Regions from separate parts of the Rattus norvegicus genome. Here regions 2, 3 and 4 are each linked to region 1. Evidence: chromatin contacts called from public Hi-C data. All regions are on one chromosome and are shown on one strand. The core of a region is the stretch at or near the end of the contact, and the rest is flanking DNA. Distances in the headings are between cores, read along the strand shown. Region 1 overlaps Pacrg (parkin coregulated). Region 2 overlaps LOC120100098 (a long non-coding RNA gene). Region 3 has its middle 17 kb from the start of Cahm. Region 4 overlaps Pacrg (parkin coregulated).

Evidence for each region. A called contact is a pair of places that touch in the nucleus more often than the background predicts.
Region 2: a contact with region 1 is called in a Hi-C map of psoas muscle, with 2.5 times the contacts expected there. The contact joins two enhancer-like sites. A contact is called at or near these places in 1 of 12 Hi-C or Micro-C datasets (psoas muscle) and 1 of 1 datasets of contacts at active chromatin or transcription factors (oligodendrocytes).
Region 3: a contact with region 1 is called in a Hi-C map of liver, with 4 times the contacts expected there. The contact joins two enhancer-like sites. A contact is called at or near these places in 7 of 12 Hi-C or Micro-C datasets (the Rat2 cell line, hepatocytes, kidney and 4 more).
Region 4: a contact with region 1 is called in a Hi-C map of Schwann cells, with 9 times the contacts expected there. The contact joins two enhancer-like sites. A contact is called at or near these places in 7 of 12 Hi-C or Micro-C datasets (the A7r5 cell line, the Rat2 cell line, Schwann cells and 4 more) and 1 of 1 datasets of contacts at active chromatin or transcription factors (oligodendrocytes).

The regions. Positions count from the first base shown.
Region 1 is chr1:52,755,009-52,757,708 of GRCr8, reverse strand. The region is part of intron 4 of Pacrg (parkin coregulated); the gene reads right to left. Among named protein-coding and RNA genes, the nearest start is that of Cahm, 180 kb to the left of the region's middle. Within about 2 kb of position 1,313, at least 40 of the 93 cell types and tissues checked have an H3K27ac peak or open chromatin away from gene starts, as enhancers often do. A contact at or near this core is called in the A7r5 cell line, Schwann cells, kidney and 1 more, where this site is marked.
Region 2 is chr1:52,887,439-52,890,389 of GRCr8, reverse strand. The region is part of intron 2 of LOC120100098 (a long non-coding RNA gene); the gene reads left to right. Among named protein-coding and RNA genes, the nearest start is that of Cahm, 46 kb to the left of the region's middle. Within about 2 kb of position 1,434, at least 2 of the 93 cell types and tissues checked have an H3K27ac peak or open chromatin away from gene starts, as enhancers often do.
Region 3 is chr1:52,916,466-52,919,336 of GRCr8, reverse strand. No RefSeq gene overlaps it. Among named protein-coding and RNA genes, the nearest start is that of Cahm, 17 kb to the left of the region's middle. Within about 2 kb of position 1,261, at least 64 of the 93 cell types and tissues checked have an H3K27ac peak or open chromatin away from gene starts, as enhancers often do. A contact at or near this core is called in kidney and liver, where this site is marked.
Region 4 is chr1:52,523,339-52,526,065 of GRCr8, reverse strand. The region is part of intron 2 of Pacrg (parkin coregulated); the gene reads right to left. Among named protein-coding and RNA genes, the nearest start is that of Pacrg, 94 kb to the right of the region's middle. Within about 2 kb of position 1,430, at least 57 of the 93 cell types and tissues checked have an H3K27ac peak or open chromatin away from gene starts, as enhancers often do. A contact at or near this core is called in the A7r5 cell line and Schwann cells, where this site is marked.

The sequences.
Region 1 (2,700 bases), core at 64-2,563:
GTGCATCCTATTTCAGATTAGTTCTGAACCTTTTCACCTTCGAAGAACCATAAGCATGCTATTACGGACGAGGCATTGAGTGCAGACGGTAGGCAGCATCCTCTGCTGCAGAACCAGGGTGCCGCGAGACCCTGGGAAACTCCACCTCTTCTAACTTAGCTCTACGGCTGAGGCAGAAACAGACATAGAGCAGAGAGGGTCTGCGTTGGAAGGTGATGCAAACTGCTCTCGTGTGCCTGCTCTGAGCTAGCCTCAGCCGATGCTAAGGCAACTGTGTGTCCTCAGTGTTAGGGGTCAGCTTCTCCCCCATCTTTGAGATACTCCACGGCCAGCACCACATTTTAATGCCATGTTTGTCAATCATATGCCATGCCATTTCATCAACTATATTCCTTGATATCAAATAGATTCTTGATACAACCGCCAACATATTCTAGCTTGCTTTAAAATATTATGGCTGATATCAAAATTTTAATCTTTTAGGCATTGAAGTCAAACGAAGTACGTTGTATTGCTGGTAGTTGGTGCAAAAATCTCCATGAGTTTACTTCACAGAAAAGTCAGCCTAAACTTTTCTGAGGCTTTGGCAAGGTGAGGTTCTTTGCTGTCCACTTTACTTGGTGAGCATTGGAGTTAGGAGGTAAATTATAATGCAAAGAGGAATCTCTCTTAAGTGTGGGCTACAAGTGAGAAGGAACAGGAGGTTGGGGGAGGAACAGAAAGGTTCAGGTGTGTGTAGCCTGCAGCCCATGAGTCACAGGTATCCCAGGATAGTGTGAATGTGGCCAACACATTTGTAAACGACAACCTCATATTGGGAAGTCAAAAGGTTGACTGCCCCCGAACTGGTTTAGTATGGCACAAATCAACAACAACAAGGACAACAAACAACAACAACAACGACAGCGACAACGACAGTCAGCAGCAGCAGCAGCAGCAGCAGCAGCAGCAGCAGCAGCAGCAGCAGCAGCAACTGACTTGAGAAAACTGGAAGAAATCCAGAGGCGTGGGAGGTTTGTGAGATCCCGTGACTGGAGAACGAACGCCATCGGTGTGAGATGGGGAACACAAGGACAGGCGCGGGGGAGACTAGCCACCGCCAGTGGAGATCTTAATCCTTGTGCAGCTGTTTTCTAGGTTATCGGGAACAAGCATAAATTAGCAAAGAAGATGAGCTAGCCTTGGGCCTCAGATTCCAGGACAAGATAGAGTTTAAGGTCTGTCCTTGGAGGGGAAAGGTCTGTGCTAATCCCTGCGGGTCAACCCGCCGAGGATGGAAGATCGCCATCTACTGGTTTCAGAGAAAACTGCAGGCACATGACCCTTGGTCTGGGGTTAAAAAAAAAAAGGTCTGACTGGGAATTGTCCTTTCAGGTCAGCTATTCACCGCTGACTAAGTGGTTGGGAAATCAAAAATGAAAAGAGCTACTCTGAGCCCTTGGCGCTCGACAGTGTGAGGCTGACAAGGCACAGATGATGTCAGCGAATTGTGTAGCGCGCTCTACCTGGGAGAAGCCTGAGGAAAAGGTGAGCAGTCCCAGCCCCGAAGCCTCTTTGTGATGAAGTCTCCTGATTTGCACAGCCATCCCCAGAAGCTCTCCTTTGACGCTTAGCCCAGCTGGCCTGGCTCTCTGGCTTACAACTGGGCCACCCGCACTGTCCTAAGCACTGCTTTCCTGTCCTGAGCCGCCGGCGCCCCTCCTCCACTCTCCTATTTGACCCTTAAACCTTGACTTCTGATCCTTGAGGTTGAAGCTACAGAAACAAAGTGATGCCATAGGTTGGGCTCAAGTTTTTATAAAGGGGGTGTAGACACAGAGACTGGGGGCAGGGACAGACGTATGGGGACACAAGAAGAAGGTCATCTGCAAGCCCAGGAAAGGCCTCAGAAGAAGCTAACCTGATCTTGGGCTCCCAGACCTCCAGGAATGTGCACTTTGTTGTTGGCATTCCATTACCAATGCCCTGTCAAACACAAAGCTTACAGGGCAGTTATTTAAGGCTTCTTCCCACACAGCCTGCCCAACTGCTTACCTCCTCTGAACTCCTTGCCAGATCCCCAGGCACATTCTAGAAACGTCCTTTTACCACCACCCCCACCTGCCAGTTCCCTAATCTCGGATAATCAAAACCGGTGACCATGTGATCATTTCTGCTTCCAAGGCTGGGGCCAGGCTGCCTCATGGAGCAGGGTTCATAGCTGCGGGAACTGCAGCCAATTCTGTGTACCCCAAGACTTTCCCTGCCTCTGTCCAGCTCCAGGGTTATTCCATACCTGCTCAGCTCATTGCAAACTACCTCATGCATGTATCATTTCTGCTTGCCTCCCCGGTGCAACCTGAACCTTGACCTTATTTGGAGACTGTGACATTGGCTTCTTCCCTTACAAAGGTAACTCTCTCTTTGGCATCTGAAACTCTGTTTTCTATCCTAGGAACTGATTCCCAAATATGTGATTCCGGGGGTGTGGTTCAGAGACAGAGCACTGCCAAGCCAGCCTCAGCACCAGAAAAAACAAACAAACAAACAAACAAAAAAAATCATATTAAAAGTGAACCTATACAGTGTAATTAGCTTCATCATAATACAGTCTAAAATCCAGTGTATTCAATGCACACAGGGTTTATTAATTAAGAAAACCCACAGAATAACATTTTATTCAAACCAGTGCTACTTCTCATGATTTTTGGCTAGGAGAAG
Region 2 (2,951 bases), core at 185-2,684, 130 kb before region 1:
GTTTCTCCTCCACTACTGCTCTCCAGAGTTTTCAGCCAACATTTTCTGAGTTCCTGTGGTGAACCAGGCCCACACTCTGGAGGCAGCTTAGTCCCAGGATCTACCTCCCTTCTTGTCTCCCAAGGGTCCACTTGTCTCTGCTCTGAGGCACTCACTCAGAATATAATATCCCATGACAGGGTATCTTTCCATGTGCACACCAAAACAGCGCTGGCCTCCGTGTGCTGAGTTCCTTTCTCAAGCCACTGACATGGTGCCATCTAGGCACAGGTTGAGGGGGACTGCTGTGGGCCCAGGGTGACCTGCTTCTTTATTTGTAAGCTCTGAATATGTTCTCCCCACCTCATCTCTGTTTGAACTGCATGCCTGGTGGGAGCAATGTACTGACTGCAGTCTTTTGTGTTTCCACTCTGAACTCATTTTCTTTCCGATAACAAAGTTAAAGAAACGACCCAAACTTGGGAAGGGGTTTCAACTGCATTTTAGAAGAGAGTACTCATTCTGACTTCATAGATTCTCTCTTTTAAAAAAAATTTACAACCAGGTACAGCCTTAGACGTCCAGGGCCCAGTCCCTTTTCTTTATGGATTGTGGGACCAAGGTACACAGGGGTTGGTGGCTACACCACTGTGTTACTACAGCACACATCGTGTGCTTTTTCTTGGCTTCGTTTTAGTGAGTTAGACTGTCTTTTCTTTCTCAAACATTACTTTTTATTTGAATAAAAAACATACGTGTAAAAGAATGACAGCAGTTTATTCTGCTACCCTGATCACATCTGGGTAGACTGTTGTTTGCAACCAAACAAGCCATTTCGGGCCCCGGCATGTTGACCCTACTTCTTATGTCTCCCTGTTGGGCCCTGGCAGCTCACGGTGGCTAGTCGACCTCTGAACGCTACAGAGTCCAAGTGTTCCTTTGCAATCATTGGTGGTGCTCGCACAGGTGGGAACCCCTCTCCTGACGTTTGCTCCGTTCTCTCAGGAAGTTTTCCTTCTGATCAAATCAACTCTACATCTTTCTTTTTTTACCCTCCTATACGCATCCCCCCTCCACCCAGACCTTTAAGTAGGTTTGGCCTGAAGACAGGACTTCGCCCTCTCTTGTATCCCATCCCACCTTTATTCTGGGCCCTTGACCTTCCTCATTTTAATTATTTATTTCTACTTCCATAGAGGCTCTGTTACCAAATGAGCCCATTGGGCCACCTTCCAGTTGTTTCCCACAGTCCTCTAACTCTAGTGTTGCCCTCTGGCTTCATGGGGGCATACCTGTGGTCAGGAATCTGCTGTTCCCCAAATAGGGAGAGTGTGGGAGGGGTTACTTGTCCCTGTTATGTTCAGTTCTACCAGTTGGGAATGATCCCTAACTTCCCTGGGACAAATTCCGTCCCCTGTAGCAGCGCAGGGTACATCTAATCCCTGCTAGTATTTTAAGACCATGATCCCATCTCTCCCTCGTGGCTCTTCCCCCTCTCCTTAGGTACTCTTTTAAAGGATAGGTATAAATGTGTACGAGTGTGGCCATGTGTCTGCCTCGTGCACAGACAAGTAGGCATTTTCTTCCCTTTGCTGGACCATTCTATTTTCATCCAGTGGTTTTGTTTAGCAACACCATCATGTCCTGGGTTGTCAGTCAATCAAATCCTCCATCTATATCTGCCCACCTCACACGAGGTGTTGTGAGCCCGCTCTCTATTATTCACTACTTAAGTCATTTATCTATTATTGAACCCCGGTGAACTCAGATTCCTACTCAGCTTCCATTTTTCCAGTTGATTCATGGAATCTTCTTGGATCTCAGTATTCTCCTTCAATATTTTATTACGCACAAAGCTAGTACATTAATAATTATGTCAAAAGCATAGGTAAGAGATTCAATGGGGTTATGGGTTGCTAACCTTCAGGAACTGTATACATGTGTTGGGGCTGCACTAATTAGGAAAAAAAAATGGTGGCTGCTGAGAGACAGCTTTTTCCTGGTGGGACCAGGAAGCTTCAAGTACTGAGAAGGGTAGGGGGCAGCTGGTTCAGGGACGAGAAGGAGCATGAACTGAATCATGCAGCCCTGCAAAAAGGAGCATGCATACACGTGCGTCTCCCAGTTCTGTCCACTGAGAACAGAGAAGTACCACATACATCCTAGCTCCACAGGTTAGATTCCAAACCCAGTTCTCCACCGCACTTTCGCTAAATGGCTTTCTAGAGCTGGATCAAGGGAAATGTAAGTCTAACTTGTATTAGCAAGAGGAAAGAAGTACTCAGATTTTACTTAAGAAGTAGGGCTTGTCAAAGGGACTCAAGCTCCAACTTAGAATGCACCCCGACTTCCCCCCATCCATGGGCCAAAGCTGTGTAAGAGTGAGCAAAGAAAAGGAAGTGAAATCCTACCGTTTTGTAAACCCAAGGTGTAACATGAATATGCGTAAGTGTGAAGGAACAGAATAAATGACTGAATGTATAAATGAGTGAGCGTGAGAGGGCAGGGTGTCTTCAATGAAAAACCCTTCTATTATTTATATGATAGACCTCCGTCCAACACACAGAGCAAGACTTTGCCACCTCACCCCTGTCCCTGAGGCCAGTGGACCTACTGCCTTTCTCCCTAAGTACAGAAAGTTGAGGGCCTCCTGGTACATACTCCCTCAGCCAGTGATCAAAGCGAATGGCATCAGTAATAAATCTCTCAGGTGGGCTGTGCCTTTGAGGAAGGTGACAGGTGTGATATGTTTCCTTCATGGTCCTTTCCCACACCCATTGGCTGTAGTCTATTCACTAGAGAAAACATAAGAGAAAACGAAACAGGAACATTTTCAAAAAACATCCTCGAATTGCCAAGGTCATCGGGAACAAAGGTACGCCAAGGAGCTGTCAGAGAGCAGTGGGGAGACTCATGGGACTTGACAAAATCTAGAGTATTTTTGCAACCATTTCTGTATATCGGATTATTCC
Region 3 (2,871 bases), core at 12-2,511, 160 kb before region 1:
AGTGCCCTACACACACACACACACACACACACACACACACACACACACACACACACACGCACGCACCCTGAGAACTGACTTGACAATCCCATCTTCATAGTACACAGCCTGTTAACATGCTGTAAATGATCTGGGTTGCCTCAGGCCTTCCTCCTATACGGCCACAGCTGGCGATGGTCTCCAGGGGAGCCTCGCTGCTATGCTAGAGTAGCAAGACCTCCCCAAACACACACACAAGGCAAACCACCCACCTTCCTTTTAATTTTCAGTGAACTTCTGTCTCATTAAAGGTTTCTTGAAGTAAGTAGTGAACAGGGGCAGATTGGAAGCTTTTGTGAAATTTTGCACCTTTCCTCCAATGTTCCCTTATAATGGAATTTAACTAATAATATTTGCACACTTTTGTTTAAAGCAACATAATTGCAAATCCCAGTATTTCCAAAACGTGAAATAGGATGGAAGTGATTTTCTATTGTTAATTACTCAGGATCTGGTTGCTGTATAGTGTGTGCTCTAAGCAGGATGCTTTCTAGGACCCATAATCCACTTGGTTTATCTCAATCACTGTAAGGCATTACAAGGCTCTGACTTAAAATTCCTACCTGGTTAAAGCCACCCCTTTTAACAGAGGAGAACTTTTTTCCCCTGGGGCTGCTTATTTCCATGCCGCCCTTCTCTTCCTTTCTGGTGAAAACTATCCTGGCCAATCCATCCTTTTCTGCCCCAGTATTCACTTCCGGGCTCTAAGACCATTGGTCATCCTTCCAGGGAGACAGTGCTTTGGAAAGAGAAAGAAGACTGTTTTAGTTTCCGCTCTTGAGCTCTCTCCCTTGCCCTGTGCACTCCAGACCTCCCTCAAATAAAAGCCAGGGGTTCTGACTCCACGCGGAGTCTTTAAAAATAGTTTTTAAAAGCTTCATAGGGTGTGTGGGTGTGTGTCAAGGTAGCTGTTTGTGTGCAGACTTTCTCTTGGGATTCTGGGTTCTGTCCACGGGACATTTATGGAGGCTTTTCAACCTGCGGTGCAGTGAGTGTCGATGTATTGTTTATGACGCACAGGCTGATTTTGCGCACATTTTCCCCGACAAAACCATATTCTGTTCCCTTTCTTGCCTTGCATATCAGTGTAGATCCCAAATCTTCATACTTCACTTCTGTGGGTGGCAAAGGAGAAGGCAGCCGCCAGCGCAGGGGAGAGGGCAAAGCAAATCAGTCTGTTAAGAAAGTGCGGGACAGAACAAAGAGCACACATCCTTTGCCAACTGTCTTTGGAAACAGGCTCAGTCCGCTCATGCGCAGGAAGAAGGCAGGCCCGGGATAGTGTGGGCTGGAACAGGCAGAATGACCCCCGGGGATCACGGGTTTGTTGGAGTTTCCAGCACCTTTCATCCTTTGTCCGCACTTCTGATTCACATGCATATTACCCTGACCAACTCCACACTAAATTTTCTTTCTCTCCCCCCCCCCCACTCTCTGGAAGGTGGTGGGAGCTTCTAAATATTTATGAAGCGTTCCAGTCTCTGGTGCTCTTGTGGTGCTAATGAATGCGTGCCTGCGCACAGGGACCCGAAACCGGGCAAAGGGACTGCCACACAGCTCCTGGCCTCGCAGTTCCCAGGCCCGGAAGAAAGCCGGGAGGATGAAGGGAGGAGAAGCTGTTGCCAGGAGAGAAACAAACGGTCGGGCCACACAAAAGAAAGAACAGAGTTCCGTCTTTGCCCACTGGAGCGCTCTGGAGTGGGTAGGAATTTGTGTGAGGCCGGGGAGTAACTCGCCCCGATTCCCAAGTCGGAAATGAAGAGTTTCCTAGGAGACAAAGAACCTACCCGCATTTTCTTTTTAAGCTCCACTTTCTCCAGTTAGAGTCTGGACTGCTTGCAGAAGGTGTTAGGGTCCTTTAGGCTCTCCTTTCATTAGAACTAAATTCCACCTTAAAGTGAACTCTCCCTAAATACGTTTGCATGAAAGTATCTCTAATTCTAGCTTGGAATGTAAATCACCTGTAGTAAAAGGTGGTCTGTGTGGCATCGTAATAGAAAGAATGATGTAATCACACTTCAGAAATGAACCGGGGACATCGGAATGGCCCGAACATCAAACACCAGAAAGAGTCATCTTCTGCTCTTTTAATCCTCTGCCTTCTCCAGACACCCGGAGCTGAGGGCTCCCTCAGTGTCACTCACAGTCTGCTGGCCGCGAGTCCATTGAAGTCATCTATACAATTTATTTTCCTTTGGAGAGCTCAATATACAAAAAGATTAAAGTTTTGTTACTTTAAAACACTCATTCTGGATGCAAGGAATAAATAACCTTCGCTCCCCTCATCTATCTTCTTAGGATGTTAAAAAAAAAAATCCTACCTCAGACCTGGCCATGTCCCAAACTTTTGCTCTTGTCAACGGGAGGCAAAGCCATAACTGAACCATTAACTTCCTGCTGAACACATGAGGTGCCCTGCACAGCTCTGTGACACCCTGTAAATTAGTTGTAGAGCATTAAGACTTCAGAACAGTCTCCAGTATCCCACCCTGCCCCAACACACAAATCTGGCTACTTGACTCCTAATTATTCCCCATATGAGTTAGACTGAATGTCTTACACTTCTGCAAACAAAGCTGGACGTTGGGAGGGATATTTAGTAAATGTGAATGTTAGTAGGAAGATCTAGCAATTGTTTTAAGTGAGCATTGCATAGCTTTGATCAAAAGAATGGACATGTAGATTTCGCCGCCATTTTGTGTGGAAGTAGAATTGAACTTGTAAGCACAACTACCTTGTGGTTGTCTGTCATTGAGGCTTCTACTGCCATAACCCTTCCAGCTGGCCTTGCTGGGATCTGCAGAGGACCCAACAGAGCTCTCCCATTGGCTC
Region 4 (2,727 bases), core at 181-2,680, 230 kb after region 1:
AAGCCACCAACATCTTCATGCAGAGCATTCTTTACAGAGAAGAAGCGAGGAAGCAGAGTCTGCAAGAGGGTCCTCTGTCATGGCCTGCACTCTCTCTCTAGTGAGGACCTTGGAAATTGGAATTCCCTGTCTTCCTCAAGGCAGCTATTGAGCCCAGGAAGATCTCTTTTTCCCTGCCCTTTATGGAGCCTCACATGACAGGAAGGAAGGAGAGCAATACAGGAACTCTGACGAGTGAGTGAGTGAGCACATGGTTTTGTTAAGTTTCCTAGTTTACTGCCTCTTGGAGCACACTAAATGTCTGTAAACTACACAGATTTCCCATTTCCCATGGACACCTATGTCACAAAGTTCTCGATTGTCATTTCTTCATTGCTACTGTGGCCTCAGTCCTGTTCTTTGTGACGGGTTAGGAGAAGATAACATCTCTTCATCCTGTAGCATCCTTGGGTATTATACTCCAGGGTTACAGCCAGCATTCTCAGAATACTCAGACTTAAGGCATATCAGCGCAGTTATTATATATCGCTCTGGACATTTAAATTAACAGTTGATGCTTTCCAGTAACTTTTTATAAAGTACTGGGTCGCCAGATAATAACAAGAATATGTACACATTTATTTTTAAAGAACCTTCTGTCGAGTTGCATACAAGGCAGGCTGTGATATGATGGTCAGAAAAGACAGGAATGGGGCAGGCTGTATAGTTGATTCCTCCGACAAAGTGTGGGCAATGAGCATATTTTATATTTAGATTTGGTTTATTGAGGGGACCCTAAACTTTTTTTTTTTAAGTGCACATGAATCGTCTGGAGAAATCAGCGTCTAAAGTGATTAATTAGACCTTATTTTGTCCTGAACAGATTTACTAAGCATTTTTCAAATAGCCACAATGTTTGTAATTACCAGAATCACACCTCCATTGGCCAGCCTTGGTTACTTCATGCATGAACAACAATCTGATTGAGCACTCTTGTTAGGGTTTCATTCTGCGTTGTAATTAGCCATAATCATAGCCTTCCTGGGTGCATGAGAATGTGCAAGCAAGTATTCACGGACTCGGCCCATTTGAATATGAATCTTCTCAGTGAGGAGCAATAAAGCAGGAGAAACAAAACAGTTTCTCTAGGGAATCCAGTGAAGCATCTCTCCTCTGATTCTGCCCCCTTCAAAATGTTCTCCCTCCAGTCTCTGGATTCTATTTGCTAAAACAAGGGTGGCTTAATGAAGACAATGGCCTATTATCCCTTAAGTGACACAGGAGGGCCTAAGTATTACAGGCTTAGTTCTTTCAGTCTTTGCCAAGGACACAAGGAACAAAAGAACAAGCAATTGTGTGTGGGGAAGAGAATTCGGTCCAGGCTCCACTAGGGGACCACTCCAAATGAGATGGGGCCATGCTATTCTTACGCTCTGAGGAGGCTGGTGCATGCTGGCTTTCTTCTCTTTCTTCCCCTCTTCACCCCCTGCAAATGACTCAGGCATTACAGAAAAAGGCTCCAAGCAGCAGGGATTGAAAACAAAGGCTTAGTGGAGGAGGGGTGACATTTCTGATCCCATCCCAAGCACATTCAGAGTGAGCCACCTACTGGCAACTCCTCTCTTCCTTTTTTTTTTTTTCACGCTCTAATCCCCTCAACTCTTAAGGAAAGACCTGGGTAAACAGAGTAGGATCAGGCCACAAGTGTTTTTAGCCAAGAATGGAGGAATAAAATTCACAGGGAAAGCTTTCACAGCAGTATGGAGTCTTTGAGAGAAAACACAGTTTGGACCAGTTGAAGTATGACAAAATGTCAAACATGAAGGGTTGTTTAAAAGGCTGTGTGCACTGCACAGAAAATGAAAGATGACTCAAGTCTACTGAAAGATATCGACTGATAGATTCATGAAGATAAGTCAACTAATTGTTTAAACAGTTAAAACACACAAAATGGTTTTGTCCTTGAATAACTTTCAGTTCTTCAATGTATTCGTTTTTTGTAGTGTTTTGTTTACTTGTTTGTTTTTTGTTTCTGAGACATTCTATGCCACTAATAAAATATCTGAATTCTTTGTTGGCATTGTACCATGGGAAGGCTCAAGGGCTGTGATGTGACCCTAATCATTTTCTGACCACCTTACAGGTTTAGGATCTGCATCATCTTGACAAAGTGAGTCCTCGTAAGGCAACATGAAGCAATCAGCTACTGGAATTTCAACTTGTGGTCTCATGTGCATGCTCTATGCATGTATAACCATAGTTTAAGGGCTGAGTAAGCCTGTGACCATTCTTGGTATAGTATGGCAAACATTTTGGGGTTATTAGAAGTAGCCAAAGGCACTTCATAGAAGAGATCTGAGGCGGAAGTTGGACATCATGAGGAAAGGGGCCATGACAGGCACTATAACTGACGCTGAATCATGTCTTCTACCAGGGGAACACTATGAACCTGGTAAGTCCTCAGAGCCAGGGCCACACTCTCCTAAGAAGGGAGTCAGTGTGCTGAGGTGCTGGGGTCATCTTACCAACTGGGCAGCTGTGAGCATTTTCACAGATCTCTCATCATAAGCTGCATTCTCACTAACATGAGGACTTCTTCAGAACATGTCCTGATGGTCTCTCTAGTGGGGTTCTTAGCGTTTTTGTAGGCTGTTTTCTTGTTTAAGGCCACTTCATCGTTTTCATAGAATATTATGACAAACCTACTATACTTAAATTACTCTGAAAAGCACAAGAAGAATCTCCATG